Regions from separate parts of the Mus musculus genome. Here region 2 is linked to region 1. Evidence: chromatin contacts called from public promoter capture Hi-C data. All regions are on one chromosome and are shown on one strand. Each heading gives the region's core, a stretch centred on a gene start, on an enhancer-like site or on the middle of the called end of the contact. The rest is flanking DNA. Distances are from core to core; before and after follow the strand shown.

Evidence for each region. Promoter capture Hi-C pulls out the DNA fragments that hold promoters and counts their contacts.
Region 2: a promoter capture Hi-C map of embryonic stem cells shows a contact between it and region 1, with 2.2 times the contacts expected there. The contact joins the promoter of Gpr26 here to the promoter of Hmx2 in region 1. A contact is called at or near these places in 2 of 39 promoter capture datasets (both in embryonic stem cells), 1 of 484 Hi-C or Micro-C datasets (embryonic stem cells) and 1 of 115 datasets of contacts at active chromatin or transcription factors (embryonic forebrain).

Annotation. Positions count from the first base shown.
Region 1 is chr7:131,552,057-131,556,522 of GRCm38.p6, reverse strand. It overlaps Hmx2 (H6 homeobox 2), which reads right to left and starts at 2,230. Exons shown (of 2, transcript NM_145998.4): 1 at 1,949-2,230; 2 at 1-1,096. The coding sequence starts at 2,216. The coding sequence ends at 543.
Region 2 is chr7:131,964,520-131,968,984 of GRCm38.p6, reverse strand. Gpr26 (G protein-coupled receptor 26) reads right to left here and starts at 2,525. Exons shown (of 3, transcript NM_173410.3): 1 at 1,390-2,525. The coding sequence starts at 2,057.

The DNA of each region.
Region 1 (4,466 bases), core at 981-3,480:
CGTTTTGCCCCTACCCATCCTCAAGATGAAGGGAATAAAGAGAAGTGATTAGTTCAACGACCAAAGCCCTAGTTGGTTCGGCTCGGCTGAGCTTGTGTCCTACCACATTTTCTATATACAGGTGTATATATGGGAGAAAGACTGCCTGGTTCTGTTGGTGGTTTTTCTGATGTTTTTTTTTTTTTCTTGCTACTGGTCAAAACCGACCTAATCAAAACCCCACTTCCCACCACCACCCGAGAGCCTCCCCTTCCAAAATAGTTTCAAACGCGAGTTGTTTGGTTTTGTGTAGAAAGCAGGTGCTCTGGCGTGAGGAATGCAGATAAATACTCAAAACAAAACAAAACAAAATAAAACAAAACAAAACAAAAGGTAGGAAAGAGGCCATAAATAAGACATAACGAATACACATGGTGTATTTCTTAATATTTCTGGACACGCGCCGCTCTGCTCCGGAGCTCTGCGAAGGATCCCGACCGCGCCGGGCTATGCAGGCAGCTGCAGGCGACCAGGGGCGTCCCGGGAGCCGGCGGGCGAGCATGTCAGTAGTCAAGCTTGTTGTACAGGTTGTAGAGCGGTAAGGCCGAGAGATTGCTGCTCGGGTAATAAAGCGGAGCCGGGAAGGCCAGAGAGCGCGGCACCGGCACTCGCAGCAGCGAACTGTCCCGAAACACGAGCGGCATGCCCACGAGAGTCTGCGCCGACGCGTGTGCCATGTTGGCTGCCTCAAGCTCGGCTGAGAGCTGCCGCTTCCACTTGTTGCGGCGATTCTGGAACCAAGTCTTAACCTGGGTCTCGGTGAGCTGCAGGCTGGAGGCGAGGCAAGCGCGCTCCGAGCTGCTCAGGTAGCGTTTCATGTCGAAGGTAGACTCGAGCTGGTACACTTGGCTGCGGGAGAAGACGGTGCGCGTCTTCTTCTTGGCCGCTCCGGTTTGGCGCTCCGCACCGCCGTCCCGTGGCCGCTCCGGGCCCGGAGAAGGCGAGCCCGCCGGCAAAAGCCTCTCCTTCTCTTCCTTAAAGTCCGGGTGAGAAGGAGAAAGGAATGGCGTGCGCTCCGAGGCCGCAGGCCCTGCGCCTCCGCTGCCCTTGGGGGTACCTGAAGAGTGAGCACAAACAGAATGACCATGGAGTTGATGAGCCTTAAAGACTCTCAGCTCTGCCGGGGACAAGGAGGTTGACTGATGCCTGCATCCTTGATTCCCCTATTGCTAACCCTTTCCTTTTCTACTGCGTCCTGCTAGCGCCCAAAGTCCAGAGCCTCGGCCTTTCAAAGCAGCAGAAGAGGGTTCCATATAATCCGAGCTGGAGGGTCTCCTTCCACTCTTATAAAAGTAAACGTGGTACCGGGTCTGGAATGGGGACATTAACACCATTTTTTAAAGGTGATTTTTGCCTTTGAGGACTGAGCTCTACAAGGTAGCATCATTTTACAGGCCGTTTTCTTTGAGAGTCGGGCTAATTTTATTCATAACTCCTTGGCTGTCCTCCGTTAGCTTTTACCTCTCTGAAACTCAGCACTGTCAATCATTTTAGAGTACTAATCACTTCGAGAAGAGGCCGAGAGGAGGGAAAAGACATAGAGCCTGCAGGACTGACAGAACACCCAAACCAGACCTGCAGAACTAAGTCAGGACAGAAAGTACCCGGCGTGCGAAACCATTTTGGCCAGCATTGTGTACCGCCCGCAGAGTTCCTGGCCCACTCTGGTTCACCCTCCTTCCCCTTACCCAGTCTTCCCCTTACCGCCCCAATATTCCTCTACTTCTCCCCAGCGCCGGCCCTTCCGGCCTTTTCGAGAATGCACCATGGGTGCGTAGTCCCCTCCCCTTAGCCTGGACCACTAGCGGCCCGGCTGTGACCCGGGGATGCCCTGCTCCGCGTCTCCGACAATCACACACCGCATCGGCTCACGCTCACTCGGGCCAGACTCCCGACCTGCGATCCTTACCCAGGCAAGGGAAAGGGATGGGGGTATGGTGCTTAGGGCTTGGCTCCTTGGGGCCGTGCGGATCTGGGCAGAAGCAAGCCGGAGCCTTCCAACCTTCCTCCGGCTCCTCCTCCTCCGAGGACACAGACAGGCTGCGTTTCCTGGCTGGCCACCCGGCGGGCTCCCGCGGTGCCTCGGAGGGGCCCCCGCCCAGGATGGACTGGATGGTGAAGCTGGAGACGCCACCGGCCGCCGGACATCCCTTCCCCACATCTTCCTTGCTGCCCATCCTGGGTTCATAAGAAATCGGAGGAAACCAAGAACTCCCTTTAGAGCGGGGCTGGGTGGAAGGTGGTGCGGGCAGGCGGGCGGGGGGAGGGGCGGGAGGGAAAGCAAGGGGAGGGGGCTACGAGGCTGGCGAGGCGTCCCTTCTGCTCCAGGACGCGCAGGCACCGGACCGCTGTGCGCGGGTCCCTGCCGGCCCGGCTCTGGGTGAGCCCGCCCAGCCCCGGTGCCAATGTCCCTTCCTCGTTTGACAACTCCACCGGTCTCCAGCGACGCGGAGGCTGCGCGGCCTCATTTGCATAGAGGTTACCCGGCCGCGGCCAATCGCAGCGCCGCGGAGCGGCCCCGGAATTTTTTAAAAAGCTGGGGCCGAGCACGCAGCACCGGGAAGCTCCGGGAGCAAGCCTAGACGCGCACTCGCATCAGCTCTGTCCAGCCCGTAACATCTGGGGCTGAAGGCAGCTTAGATTGCAGCCTGTGTTCCTGGTCTTTGCCTTGCCTCTCCAGAAACGAGAACAGCGCCCGGGGTCGAGCTGGTGGGGCTCTCTCACATCCAAGATGCACACCATAGGCTGCTGCCACCCTCCCCAGTCCTCAACCCCTTCTAGCCTCTTGGGAACTAACAGCGCTCTACGAGTCTTCTCCCGCTGCGTTGGGGATTGACAGTATGTGGCTCTCCGCTGGGAGACACAGGAGCAAAGAAATTCTACAGCTCTGGACCTGAAGACCCCGCTGACTAAAGGGGGCAGAGGATTTTGGAAACAGAGTAGCCCCCAAATGTCCCGAGGTTCCGGCTCACATTCCAGCAAACGCCATTTGCACTGTGTGAACTTGAACAAGTCTGGTCCCAGTAGAAGCATCCCTGCCCCCTGGCAAACTTCTTAGTGTCGCCTGCCCCCATTCTCTGGTTGTGATGATGTGTCAGCTAGAAACCTATAAACTCTCAGAGTGCAGAATAGTTATTTCCTAATCCTTGACCGAATACCACACAGCTCGCCTTCCCACACTGCAGCTAAACTCATTTACTTTATTTTGCTGGTAAATACTGGCGGTCTCAAAATGGCTACGCTGCTTCTGGAAGGAAACGAAGTAGGTAGGTATGGGGACTTTTTAGAATTGGACAGGATCCTGTTAAATATAGGTAGGGTGTCTTTGGGCAAGATATGTACACTTTCCACGCCTCGTTTTCCCCATCCTAAAATTATTTGAAGTGTTGCTTTCCTTTCAGAGGTCAAGGTACAGCTTTATAAAACCTGACTCTCTCCTTCCTTCTTGTGGCCTCTCCCTAAGCCCTGACTCTTGCTTGTTTAATCCCTAGAGCACCTGTTACCTGATCTAGAGTCATCTCAACAAAGCAAGCAAAGGGATTTGAGGCGACAGTTATCTACACAAGCTTTATGGAAAGGAACGAGACCCAAAGCTTCCAGCCAAACCTGGCTGCACCCTTAAGGTCCCAGAAACCCTGTTCCCTTCCTTAGACACATGCCAGAAGATCCAAGAGTGAAGAGAGACTGTAGAGTCGGTCCCCACAAATGTCCAGCCTGCACCGTGACGGTGCAGTTCCTCGCCTGCACCGCTCCCGGGTTATTGAGTAAAGCGCTTATAATATCATTAGCCTCACTGAGTTACCGACTGCGGCCCTGCCCGTGGCAGAACTCTCCCTACTTAACTCCTCAAAGGGCTCGTTAATGGGCTAATTGATTAGGGGTCGGTGGCGCAGCCGGGACGGGGCAGGGGAGGGAGCGGAGGGCCAGGAGGCTGCGCGCCCAGGCCCGGGAGGCTGGCGAGGGGCAGGTGCCGGCCTCCGTCACCGCATTAACCTCTTCAGGGCTCTGCGGCGGGGTCGAGACACATTACAAATGGTCAGCTTTAATCATGGTGTCAGCTCATTAACCCGGAAGGACCCGGCGCTGAAATACAATTTGTGCGTCCTGCTCTGCGCGGCCCTGGCACAAGCTCCGAAGCCTCATCACAGCAGGTCCAGCGCGCTCCCGCGGAGGTAGAGGAGGAGATTCCAGAAAGAAATGTTCAAACTCATGAACTAACCCTTGGCTTTTCAAAAGCACAGTTATCTGGGCCGTGTCGTCGAAGCTAGAGCCAAATCAATACCACAAGAGGACTGTCTGGCCAATTTGAGGATCAGAGCCAGCTACAGAGATTGTAGGAAAATCATAGTGGAGGAGAAAGAGTTAAGTCGTTCTGAGCTAGAAAGGATCTGGGGCTGTGAACGTGTTGGGGACAGCTCATTTTAACC
Region 2 (4,465 bases), core at 1,276-3,775, 410 kb before region 1:
CAGCCCCAGCCCCAACCCCAGCCCCAGCCCCAGCCCCAGCCTCAGTTCTAGCCTCAAACCCAGCCCCAGCCCCAGCAGTAGCCCCAGTCCCGGTTCCAGTCCCAAACCCAGAACTAGCCCCAGAACCAGAACCAGAACCGGACCCGGACCCAGCCCCAGCCCCTTCTAAAGTGAAGGACAATGAACGGGAATGTTTCTACAAGTGTGGCTTCAGACTCTCTCCTGAAATGACTAAACTGCACAGACCATTGCTGAGAGAGCTGATGTAAGCACATTTGGTTTAAGCTTCTGTGGGGAAGATTTTATTTGGGAAAGACTGGACCACCATGTCATCTTGAATGTGTGCTCAGGGGGTGGCAGTAGACACACTCAGCCATGCCCTTCTGATGAGCGGGTAGAGTAACATTCAGCATAGTGACATTGCTCAAGGCAGGGAAGCTTCACAAAGGCTTTTGCTCAGTCTGTCCACTGTGCCCTGGAGGGTGAATATACATTGGGGTCTACATTCCATTCCCCAAGGCTCCCCACATCCTGGGGCTCTGCTCACACATTGAAGCCTAACTGTCCATCACTATTGCTCCCTGTGTGCTGTATCTTCTGTGTCAAGTGGACTCCTAAGTCCCAGGCAGCAGAGAGGGAGTCTGCTTTTAATGTATATAAACTGGCAGAGGCCACAGAAGCACCCTCCCTCTTGATGTCCTAGTCTCAAGAGGAAAGATGAGGTGAGCTCAGAACAGCCCGATTGACAGTTTCCTCCTCTTCTCCCTAAGGAACACTAAGGACCACGGAGGTTCCCAGTCCATCTTTCCATTTGCCTCCCTCCTTCTTCTCCAAAGAAATAGCAAGTCAACAGAATGGAAGTGGTGGGCAGGCTTGGTTTCAGAAACCTGAGATACAAATTCTTTAAGGGACCTTGAGGTTCCAAGTCTAGAAAACGATGGACTGAACCTTCTAGGAAGGCAAGAAGAACTGGGGCCCTCAGAGCTCATCACTGGGAGAAGGTGCTATGGATTCTGTTTAATGAGGACTCATGCGAGGAGATCCAGGTGGCACCACACCCAGGACTGCAAAGACCCAGAGGAATAACACCCACCATTTGAAGAGTTCTTAAGGGTTTTCCAATCCTCTAGATACCCCTCTCAGATCCAAACCACTTTCAAGCTTCGAAAAGTGAACAGAGTTCACTGCCCAGAGTATAAGGGTAACAAGATGTTCTGGCTGGGGTTTCAGTCCCATGTTTCAGAAAGTGAAGCTCTAGGCACCCGTTTAAACAGGATCTGCTATTCCACCCGTGCTTAATGCCATTGATGCAGAAAGGGGATCTCCCGGGATGCTGGGACCTTCCTAACTCAATACCAAGTGCTCAGAGTCTTGGGTCAGGGCACTCACCTGGGGTGTATGTCCACCAACAGCACAAGCGTCTGCATGGTGATCACGTCGATGCGCTTGCAGTGGAAGCGGGCCACCTTGAGCACCTTGAGGTACGTGAAGCAGAGCACGATGAAGGAGAGCAGGAAGCTGAGCGCATGGAAGGCGCTGGTGAAGACAGCAAAGCGCAGGCGCTCGTCCGGCCGCCGGCTGCACAGTGTGCACGAGGCATATAGCTGGTGGAAGCCGAGCCAGGACAGGGCGAGCGCGGTGGCCGGGAAGGTGAGCGCGTGCAGCCACGTGTAGGCCACCATGAAGGCGGCATCTCGGAGGCGCATCTTGGCACGGTAGCTCAGCGGAAAGACCACAGCCACCCAGCGGTCGATGCTGAGCGCGGCCATGCTGAGCATGGAGTTGGCGGCCAGAAAGGTGTCGAGGAAGGCGGCCAGGCGGCACAGGCGGTCCCCGGCCGGCTGCCGTTGTGCCACGACGCCGGCCAGTGTTAGTGGCATGTTGACCACGGTACACAGCAGGTTGCCACACGTGAGGTTGAGAGTGAAGAGCGCCGGCGCCTGGCGGCGGATGTCAGCGCTGTGCAGGAGGCAGAGCAGCACCAGCCCGTTGGACAGCAGCGACACGCCGATAGTGCCCACCAGCAGCCCCGCCAGGCCCGCGTCCCACGAGTTCATGGTGCGCGCCCGCCGCTGGCGCTCAGGGCCCGCAACCCCGCGCCGCCATGGCGCAGCCTGCTGTCGACTCAGCCCCTAGGCGACACGGCAGCCCAGCGACCCCTGGCCCTTGTCGCCATGGCTACCCAGAGGGCATCCACCAACCCAGAAGCCCGCGCCACCCCCTGGGCCAGCACCTAGGCACGCAGCCTCCCGGAGCCCCGCGCCACCTCCCAGGCGAGCACCTGGGCACGGAACCACTCGGAGTCTGGGGTCACCTCACCGGCGATCACCTAGGCGAGTGTTCACTCCCAGTCCCGCACCACCTCTTGGCCTGTGCTCCTCTGACCTCCTGAAGTGCCCTGGAATCCGGGGTCGCAGTCTCCTGTGGTCACTGGCTTTGCGTCTGCCTGCACCCGCCCTTACTGGGTCCCTCTCAGCTCTGGCTCTGCTCCGCACACCCTTCTGCTTTGTGGCTTTCTCTCTGTCTCCCTCTCTCTGCCTCTGTGCTCAGTCTCCTGTGTGCTCTCACTTTCTGCCCCCTCCCCCTTCTGTCTCTCCCACCTCCAATTTTCTCCTCCCTTTCTTTCTCCTTTCTCTCTTTTTTCTCTTAGGAAACTGGCTGCTTCTGAGAAGGAAATCCCACCGATTCTCTCTCTCTCTCTCTCTCTCTCTCTCTCTCTCTCTCTCACACACACACACACACACACACACATACACACACACACACACTTGGAGGGAAGGAGCCCTACCGGCTCCCTTGCAGAATGGCTGGCTCCCAGTGGCTCCCCTCCTCCCCTTCCTTTCTATCCTCCCCTATATGAGCTGGAGACAGGCTGAGTCAAGAAATCTAGGAAAAGGGAAGAATGTCTGGGCACCCTCATGTCCCAGTGCTGCTTGTCCCTGCCTAGGTGACCAGACCTTGACCCAGTCCACCTGCCCCATAGCTGCCCAGCATCTAGGATTGCTGCTGTTATCTAAGATGAACTGGGGAGCTTGGCTAGGCTTCTGCTGAGCTGGGATAGAATTCACAGTTCTGTCTTGCATTATGGCCAGAGATCTCCTGAGATCTCCCCTCATCTATCTGCAGGCAGTTGCTGTACTGCTGGACACTGAGTCTCCAGAGCTTCGTCTCTTCACTCTCTAGTCATTCAGCTACACTCTCAGATATGGTGCAAGGTCACTTGAGGCTCACCGGGACATCCCTTGGGCATGCCATCAGTCAAGAACACACTCTGTCCATGGTCATCAGAAGTAGTCCTGGTGTAGCTGGTTCTGGACACTCATTGTGTCCTGGGCCAGCTGCTGTCCTGTCCATTCTGGGTGTGGCGAGCCAGCGAGTATAAGCTTATTAGGCATGTGGATGAACTGTTCAGAGAATGGGAGGATAGCGGATGTCTCTGTTTGATCCAGATCATCAGAGTTTGGGACATAAAGGGTCTCAGCCTCCCCTCAGGTAAACATGTGGGAACTGTGTCTCTTCTATCCCTAGTCCAGACTCCGTAGTTTCAAAGGTGCTTGGTGGACAGACAGGTGACAACTTTCAGAGCTTCCTCAGTCTCTTGCCTTTCTATGGGATGCTACCTCCTCCAGTGACCACCTACACTGTATTTCAGAGCCTGGTGAGATGGCCAGTGATGACTGTACATAGCCAGACCTCAGTCTGAAAGAAACCAAATATAGACAGTTTCCCTAAGGGAGCTGTTGTGTCTCCCCCATCACACTAATTATCTTCCCTCACATAGATTCAAGGATGGAGGGGGTTAATCTAAAGCACCTGCAAGTCAGAGAGAACAATGGCCTTTCTCTTCTACACCTTGACAGATGCTAAGCACCACTATAATGAATATACCCAAGAGTGCCCAGGACAGGACCACTTCTTACCAGCTTCCAAGGGTGCCTGGGAACCCTTCTGCAACCCCCCTTAAGAGGCAGCACATTGGTAATAGAAACCTGACACTCTAAGGGCATTTATACCACAGAAACAAACAAATGTCACAGCTCAGCCCGCCCCACCCGCAATCTGAGCCCGTGGTTAAGCAGTTACCAGCACATCACTCACTGACCTCACAAGACCCTGAGCCAAACACCCATCTTCCCCGAGTCTTGGCTTCCTTATCTGTTTTTTAGAGCTGCGTTGATACTGTGTGGAAGTGGTTTTGCCTCTCAGGGAAGAGAAAAGCAAGCAGAATGCTGTCATCCTTCTCAGCCCTTGGTCTCCTCATGGGGCCTACAGAACTCAGGTTGGCTGTGCATCTTCATCTCTTGCTTGGTTGATGACAACAACAATGTGGGCTGTTCACCCATGTGTCTCCCTGCTTCCACAGACTGTCTTGATAAGCCTCTCCCCTGGGATGAGATGGATGTTTAGGGATTGCTTCTGGAGTAAACCAGTATGTTTTGGGACACACCAGTGGATCCTTGATTCT